2 separate regions of the Macaca mulatta genome follow, and region 2 is linked to region 1. Evidence: chromatin contacts called from public Hi-C data. All regions are on one chromosome and are shown on one strand. Each heading gives the region's core, a stretch centred on a gene start, on an enhancer-like site or on the middle of the called end of the contact. The rest is flanking DNA. Distances are from core to core; before and after follow the strand shown. Region 1 overlaps CDC42SE2 (CDC42 small effector 2). Region 2 overlaps CDC42SE2 (CDC42 small effector 2).

Region 1 (4,350 bases), core at 1,258-3,757:
AGTCTACAAAATAGATTATTTCATAATTGTAAAGAAACATTTCTAGTATGTCATCCAACATGATGATTTTATTTGGTATGTAAACAGACTTTTAAAAAATTATAATGGTCGCCAGGTGTTGTGGCTCACGCCTGTAATCCCAGCATTTTGGGAGGCTGAGGTGGACGGATCATCTGAGGTCAGGAGTTCAAGACCAGCCTGGCCAACATGGTGAAACCCCACCTCTTTTAAAATACAAAAAAAAAAAAAAAAAAAAATCTTAGTTGGGCATGATGGTGCACGCCTGTAATCCCAGCTACTAGGGAGGCTGAAGCAGGAGAATTGCTTGAAGCCAGGAGGCAGAGGTCGAAGTGAACCAAGATTGCGCCACTACATTCCAACCTGGGTGACAGAGTAAGACTCCATCTCAAAAAAAAAAAAAAAAAAAAAAAACTATAATGGTCATGTTTATATGACAGTCTAAATTGTATCTGCATATTACAAAAACTGTAAAGATATATATACACACCCACACACATTGTGGCTACATAAAAGTCCCACAAGTCAATAAAGACATAAAGTATTGCATATTATACAAAAATGGGAAAATGTTTACATTGGTTTATAAAGAATAATTTATACTTGCACACAAACTATCTCTTAATTCACCAACTTCTAAGCCACCTATTTTAACAATTTATCTAAAAGATTTTTTTTTTTTTTAAACAGGGTCTCACTCTGTCACCCAGAGTAGACTGCAGTGGTGAGATCTCGGCTCACTGCAGCCTTGACCTTCCAGGCTCAAGCAATCTGCCCACCTCAGTCTCCTGAGTAGCTGGGACTATGGGTATACAGGCCTGGCTAATTTTTCTTTTTTTTTTTTTTTTTTTTTTTTGGTAGACGGGGTTTCACCTCGTTGCCCAGACTGGTCTCAAACTCCTGAGTTTGAGCAATCCACTCACCTCAGCCTCCCAAAGTGCTGGGACTATAGACTTGGGCTATCGCACCTGGCCAATATTTTTTTTTTAATCAACCAACAGGAAACGAGATCTACAGCTCAGGAAAAAAAAAAAAAAAAACCTTGTCTTGATACAATGAAATACCAAAACTTCACAAATCATTAATTTCTTTTGCACTTTCATTTCCCAACTATCAGTAAAACTGCAGTTTTAGTATGTATAAGCATTTTTAGGAGCACAAATATGTATATGCATTTAATAAATACTACTCAATAAAGTTGTATACGTTATTGTAGCTGCTAGTTTACCATGGAAATATAATAAATATATGTTCTTTTTTTTTTTAAAGGAGAGTAACTAGGCAGTACAGTGCTAAGAGGACAGGCATACTAATAAATTTTTGCACACTAAAAAATAATCCCTCCCTAAAACTGTGAGACTTCTATTTGAGCTTTCAAAAAAAAAATGCACAGGATACCATCGAGCTAGCTCAGTAAAAGTAACTGCTTTTCTTTAACAAAAGAAGTTTAGCAAAAACTAGTGCAAAAAAAAGAAAAAGAAAAGAAAAAGAAAGAAAAGAAAAGAAAAACAATGAAGTTTTGGCACCCAATCTCATTTGAGCCTGTATCCCTGATAAAAAGAAAGTTATAAGGCCAGGCGCAGTGGCTCACACCTATAATCCCAGCACTTTGGGAGGCCCAGGTGGGCGGATCACTTGAGGTCAGGAGTTTGAGACCAGCCTGGCCAACGTGGCGAAACCTCGTCCCTACTAAAAATACAAAATTAGCCAGGCCTGGTGGTGGACTCCTGAAATCCCAGCTACTTGGGAAGCTGAGGCACAAGAATTGCTTGAACCCGGGAGACGGAGTTTGCAGTGAGCCAAGATCACACCACCGCACTCTAGCCTGGGTGACAGAGCAAGACTCAGTCTCAAAAAAAAAAGGTAATAATATAGTCCAAATTGAAGAGTCTAAGTCCATGTAACTCACCAACACTCAGAATTGAAGAAATACCACTTTAAAAAAATATAGGGCAAGCCCAAAATAGGTTTTTTTAAGGTGTTTTCACCCTACTATCAAATCAGGTTTTCCTTTTCTTTATTCCATTGGTTTATCTCTCTTCCTTCCTTTCCTACCTCCTCTGTCCCTTACCATTTTACTGTGTATTTTCACTTTACATACACAAAAAATGATTTGAAACTTGCTTCATCCTCTCGTATCTAAATTTGTTTCTACTTAATTCTTACAGGACTACATGGTTTTAGGTGAAGTTCAAATACTTTTAGTTATAGAAACATTCACATAAGCTGTTACCAAAGACATAAGTGACAAGATTAGCAGCCATTCATTCAGGAAATGTGAGTCACCATTATGTGCCATCCACTGTTCTGAATATTGGGGATTCTGCAGTGAATAAAACAAAGCTCTATTCCTACAGTCACTAAAGCAACAGTATGCTTGGCAAGTTCAAGAAACCTCAGGGAGGTCTATATGTGGCCAGGGTGGAAGAAGCCACGGAGAAACTGGTAAGACATCAAATCAGACAGGCAGGACGTACAGACAATGAAGGGTCAAGACTTCTTGAATACTTAGGCATTAAGTCAAAGGATCACCCTTGTAGCTGGTTTGTGAACAGAAAACAGCAGAAGCAGCAGATAGAGACTACTAAAATATTACAGGAAAGAGATTATGGTTGCTTACAGAGGTGGCAGCAGATGAAGAGAGGAAATTGTGGTTACATTTATTCTTATGGCACTTTTTAAGATAGATAAGGGACATGTTTTCATGCTAATTAATAAGGGACATGTTTTCATGCTAATTATTTGAATCAGATGTGGGAGTATGAGAAAGAAGAGTCAAGAATGTCTACTAGGTTTTTGGCCAGAGAAACTACAAGATGGAGTTGGCATTTAATAGGATGAGGAAGACTGGAATGGGGACAATTATTGGGGAGGGAGGGTGATGGAGAACAGGGAGGACAGGGAGTTCAGTTGTGATGTTAAATTTGGGATGCCTATTAGAAATCTACTTAAAAATGCTGAGTAGGCAAATATATATAGAAGTCTGGAGGTTAGGAAATAGATCTAGACTAAAGATAACATTTGTAGTTTGAAATATATAACTCTAGGCTGGATGCAGTAGCTCACACTGTAGTCTCAGCACTTAGCCGGGGGCCAGGCAGGTGGATCACTTGAGCCTAAGACCAGCCTGGGCAACATGATGAAAACCCATCTGTACAAAAAATACAAAAATTGGCCGGATGTGGTGGCGCAGACCTGTGGTCCCAGCTACTTGGAAGGCTAAGCTAGGAGGATCATCTGTGCCTGGGAGGTCAAGGCTGCAGTGAGCTAAGAGCACGTCACTGCACTCCAGCCTGGAGGACGAGGAAGGCCCTCAGAAAAAAAATTTTTTTTTTTTTTTTTTTTTTTTTTTTTTTGAGACAGAGTCTCTGTCGCCCAGGCTGGAGTGCAGTGGTGCGATCTCGGCTCACTGCAAGCTCCTCCTCCTGGGTTCAAGCCATTCTCCTGCCTCAGCTTCCCTAGTAGCTGGGACTAGAAGCGCCTGCCGCCATGCCCGCTAATTTTTTTTTGTATTTTTAGTAGAGACACGGTTTCACCATGTTAGCCAGGATAGTCTCGATCTCCTGACCTCATGATCCGCCCACCTGAGCCTCCCAAGGTGCTGGGATTACAGGCATGAGCCACCGTACTGGGCCAAGAAAAGCTTTTTTAATTAAAAAAAAAAAAAAAAAAAAAAAGGCTGGCACAGTGGCTCACGTCTATAATCCCAGCACTTTGGGAGGCCAAGTTGGGCAGATCACTTGAGGTCAGGAGTTGAGACCAGCCTGGCCAACATGGTCTCTACTAAAAATACAAAAATAAGCTGGGCGTGATGGCCCGCACCTGTACTCCCAGCTACTCGGGAGGCTGAGGCAGGAGAATCACTTGAACCCAGGAGGCGGAGGTTGCAGTGGGCCAAGATCACGCCATTGCACTCCAGCCTGGGCAACAGAGCAAGACTCTGTCTCAAAAAAAAAAAAAAGATAAAAAATTAAAATATATATATATATATACACGTATATAATTCTAGCTAGACAGAATGAGATCACAGGAGACTAAAACTAAATATATAGAAGAGGTCTAAACATATGTCCCTGAAACACTGTCTCATTTTTCAGAAGCTGGGGCAATGAAAAGGAACCAACAAAAGAAACTGAAAATAGGCAGTAATATGCCAGAAACAAAGGGAAGAAAGATTTCAAACACAATGTTATCAACCACATCAAATGCTCTATTGCTTCTACATCCACTGAGATTAGGCTTGAGAACTAGGGAATTTACCACCAACAAAGTCACTTAATAATCTCAAAAAGAGCTGCTATGGTAGAACGAATGAGAAAAACAGCTGATTGT
Region 2 (4,536 bases), core at 136-2,635, 92 kb before region 1:
TATGCACAGACTTCATACTTCCGCAGAGTATGCAATTCACTGGGTTCGGAAAGAATCCAAACTGGAGATAAAAGACTGAGACTCACCAGCATTAACAAAGCCGTGTTAATGAGATTTCCTAGACAAACTAAATTTCTGTGGTTGGGTAAAGAAGAAGCCATCAAAGAAGGCCAAAAAGAAACAGGCTGAAAGTCAGTAGGAAAATCAGCAGTGTGTACAAGTGTCAAGAGGGAGCAGGCAACAGAGCTGAAAGGTGATGAGAGGTCAATTAAAGACAGAAATACATGCACTGGATTCAGCAGTATCACGTCGATGGGCACCTTAGTGAGTGCTATGTCAGTGGAGTAAAAGGAGGAGAAGACACACTGGAGGGGACTGAGGTGGGTCTAAGAAGTGGAAAATGGCGAAAGAGAACAGAGACAACGCTGGAGAAAAGTCCGGCCTTCTGGACAGGAAGAAGATAGGTCAGTGGCTGCAAGGAGAAAAGGAGATGAGGACAGATTGAATTTTTCCCCTGTAAGATGGCAGATAATTGCATTATGCTCAATTTCTAATGGGAAAGATCCAGTAAAAGAGGTAAACAAAAAGAAGGAAAAAGAAAATGGATTGTCAACATTACAAGGTTCCTGAGAAGGCAGTAAAGGTGGATCCAGACACAGGTGGAGGTGATCTTGACACTCTTTCCTACAACACTCTATCAAAAACCTGGATTTAAATATAATTAAATATTCTAAAATATAAAAATGCAGTATTTTCAGGCACAATGTGGACATTTAAGGAATGGCACACTTATTTGGACTACTGTATTAATAGTCACGGGTGGCCAGGCATGGTGACTCATGCCTACAATCCCAGCACTTTGGGAGGCCGAGGCTGGTGGATCACTTGAGGTCAGGAGTTCAAGACCAGCCTGGCCAACATGGTGAAACCCTGTCTCTGCTAAAAATACAAAAATTAGCCAGGCTATAAGAATGATAAAATGAACTTTGGGGACTTGGGGCTCTGGAAGAGTGGGAGGGGGTCAAGGGATAAAAGACTACAAATACAGTGCAGTGTACATTGCTCGGGTGATGAGTACCCCAAAATCCACAAATCACCACTAAAGAACTTACTCATGTAACCAAATACCACCTGTACCCCAATAACTATGGAAAATTAAATAAATATTTTAAGAAAAAAAATTAGCTGGGCATGGTGGCAGGCACCTGTTATCCCAGCTACTCGAGAGGCTGAGGGAGGAGAATTGCTTGAACCCGGGGCTGGGGGGTGGGAGGGGGAGGTTGCAGTGAGCCGAGATCACACCACTGCACTCCAGCCTGGGTGACAGAGTGAGACTCCATTTCAAAAGAAAAAAAAAGAATAGTCATGGGCAAACAAGGGGAATTCCGGAGTCGGACCTCCACAAAGAAAAACAGGAAATGGTGCACTCTGCTCTGATACGTATTAACAGTTGTTGTTAGCAGAGTCACTGTGTTTCCTGGAAACAAATTCTTTATAGGGAACTTTGTTAAGAACGTCAACCATCTGAATAATCCTTGCATCCTGAAAATACTAACTTTTATTGTGCATAAGGTAAAGGACTAGAGACCCAAATGAATCACTATGTTAGTGTGGAGGGGACATTAGGCAAAATCTCTCTTCCCATGACTTTTTACATTATTACATCATAATTATTAAAGATAATGAATTAATTTGGAGTATATGCAAAGAGGCGAGAAGCAGGTTAATTTCAAAGTATGTGCTACTGTGTGAACCGTATTTGCATCCTTATCTAAACAAGTATGTATATAACCATACTTTATCTACCTCCGTCACATTTCTGGCATATGGATCAAACTGTAGCTTCTAGAAAACAGTAATTACATAATCACTTAAAAGTTAAAACTTCCCCAAAGACTATTCTCTGGGCAGCTTAGTGTACAAACACAGGTCACTGAGAAGCAAATGAAGGCCAGGTCCCATCAGGTTAGCAGAAGGCCTACAGTAAGAGTAAAAGATGGTACAGCCTGAGGTAGTTCTAGAAGCAGATACAGAGTGAATAAAGAAAATGAAAATACCTGCCATCTGGGACAGTGAAAAAAGCTGGAACTTTCAGGGTATAAAACAGCAATCATTTATGCAAATGTGGCCAAAGTAAATGAAAGGCTGAAAGCTATGCTACTGACTCAACTTTATGACCTGGAGAAAGTCAGTTGAGTTGTATAACTGAATCCCTAAATCTATGAATTAAATCTAACAAGCCCACTATTTCCAAATTTTGTCTTGGGGCATCCCAGCAAAATCCAGGGGTGCCAGGGTTTTCTATTTGAGGGAAACACAGTGAGACTCAATGTGTGTTTGACACTGAGTGAGCTACCAACTTCAGATAATTTGTAACTTCAACATTAGAACATACATTCTTTTTAACAGCATATCCTTGTGAAGCTGAGTTTTCAGTGGTTACTGTGAAAAAACCCAAGCACTATGCAAAAGTCAGTATGGAACTAGAAAAGAAGGTGGTGGTGTTCAGTCTGATTCCACAGTTTGAGAAGTTGTATAATCCTAACCGGCACAAACACACCGTAAGTATGTAAATGGTTATTTAAGAATTAAATAAAAATATTTTTCCTTTCAATTTATATCTTATTTTTTAAAGGCAAATAAGTTGTTGGGACATAAATCTTTACTAAGTTGTTTGTACCAAATTAGTTAATAAACAAGTCTGTATGGTATTTCTCTTGGCCTAGAGGCACCATGAAAAAAATTACAGAACTGTTAAGGGAAGTTTGGGAACCTCTGAAATACATTCATTTTTTGAAATATTGACAGTGTAATTAGGAACCAGGCATTTATAAAACAAGTGGATATTTTTTTCTGTGATGCAAGTGACTGATTCCCTGGGTGTGTGAGCTGCTTTCCAGTTAATCAATCTAGTTCACAGTACAGAAAAAAAGACTAACAAAAGTTGTAATAATATAAAAAATGGACTTGACATTTTTTGATGAAAATGATCTTCCTAGTGGATATTCATTGACACAAAAATTGAAAGTACCTTTTATGGTAGCAATGTCAACAAACTATATGAAACGCCCTTGCCCCAAGTCTCTCCCTACTCATTCTTTGAGACCCAACTCAAACATAACATTCTGACTTGAGGCTGTTAGATATTTCCTGTCCTGAACATTCAGAGCACATGGCTCATATTTCAATTATAGTACTTAAAACATTGTATTGTAACTTACTTGCTTACAGTTTGATTTTCCTACACTACTACAAGTTCTGTAACAGTAGCTGTGCCTGACACACAGTAGACAATAAATGACTGTTGAATGAATAAAAGGCTTTTTTAAAGAAACAATGTCAGCTCAGTTCTCTAAAAATTGTTTGTCTTATCTAATATTATCGCCAAATATTTCTCAAGAACCTATTATATTTGGAAGATGTAAACAATGTAATGCCAATTCTAATGGAGTTTACATTTCTGCACAAAAAATACTTATCTGCTGATTTAATTTTCTCTGTTTCATAGAAATGCTGTGTGCTCTAGGGAGGTTTTAACTGGTAACACTGTTTTAGTTTTTATATTGGGTAGAACCTCTAAAGCAGTGGTTCTCAAGATACAGTATACATCAGAATCCCTGGAAGGTTTGTTAAAACACAGGTTTCTGAGTTCTAGTCACACAAGAATTTCAGATTGAGCAAGTTTGGAGTGGGGCTTTAATTTGCGTTATCTAACAAGATTCCAAGTGATACTGATGGCTTAACGGTTTAGAAACACTGGCTCTAAAGATTAACAGCTGAATGACTATTATTAAAAAGTCAGGCCAAGCATGGTGGCTCACGCCTGTAAGCCTAGCACTTTGGGAGGCTGAGGGTGGATTGCCTGAGCTCAGGAGTTCAAGACCAGCCTGGGCAACATGGTAACACATCATCTCTACAAAAATACAGAAAATTAGCCAGGTGTGGTGGCACACCCCTGTAGTCCCAACTACTAGAGAGGCTGAGACACAAGAATCTTTGGAACCCGGGAGGCAGAGGTTGCAGTGAGTCAAGATCACACCACTCCAGTCTGGGCAACAGAGCGAGACTCCGTCTCCAAAAAAAAAAAAAAAAATTACATATAGTCAAATAACAATAGATGCTGGTGAGGCTGCAGAGAAAAGGGAACACTTATATGCTGCTGGTGGGAATGTAAATTAGTTTAGTCATTGTGGAAAGCAGTATGGCAATTTCTCAAAGAAGTGAAAACAGAAGTATCACTTGACCCAGGACCCCCTTACTGAGTATATACCCAAAGGAATATAAATCATTCTACCATAAAGACACATGTACACGTATGTTCATCGCAGCACTATTCACAATCGCAAAGTCATGGCATCAGCCTAAATGCCCATCACTGGTAGACTGGATAAAGAAAACGTGGTACATGTATGCCATGGAATACCTCACAGCCATAAAAAAGAACCAGACTATGTCCTTTGGAGCAACACAGATGGAGCTGGAGGCCATAACATAATACCACATGTTCTCACTTATAAGTGGGAGCTAAACATTGAG

Evidence for each region. Hi-C and Micro-C count contacts between places; a contact is called where the count stands out from the background.
Region 2: a contact with region 1 is called in a Hi-C map of blood, with 2.8 times the contacts expected there. The contact joins two enhancer-like sites. A contact is called at or near these places in 2 of 14 Hi-C or Micro-C datasets (CD4 T cells and blood).

Annotation. Positions count from the first base shown.
Region 1 is chr6:140,197,493-140,201,842 of T2T-MMU8v2.0, reverse strand. All of the region lies in intron 1 of CDC42SE2 (CDC42 small effector 2), which reads right to left. Among named protein-coding and RNA genes, the nearest start is that of CDC42SE2, 11 kb to the right of the region's middle. Within about 2 kb of position 2,507, at least 8 of the 40 cell types and tissues checked have an H3K27ac peak or open chromatin away from gene starts, as enhancers often do. A contact at or near this core is called in CD4 T cells and blood, where this site is marked.
Region 2 is chr6:140,288,285-140,292,820 of T2T-MMU8v2.0, reverse strand. The region is part of intron 3 of CDC42SE2 (CDC42 small effector 2); the gene reads right to left. Among named protein-coding and RNA genes, the nearest start is that of CDC42SE2, 100 kb to the right of the region's middle. Within about 2 kb of position 1,385, at least 17 of the 40 cell types and tissues checked have an H3K27ac peak or open chromatin away from gene starts, as enhancers often do. A contact at or near this core is called in CD4 T cells and blood, where this site is marked.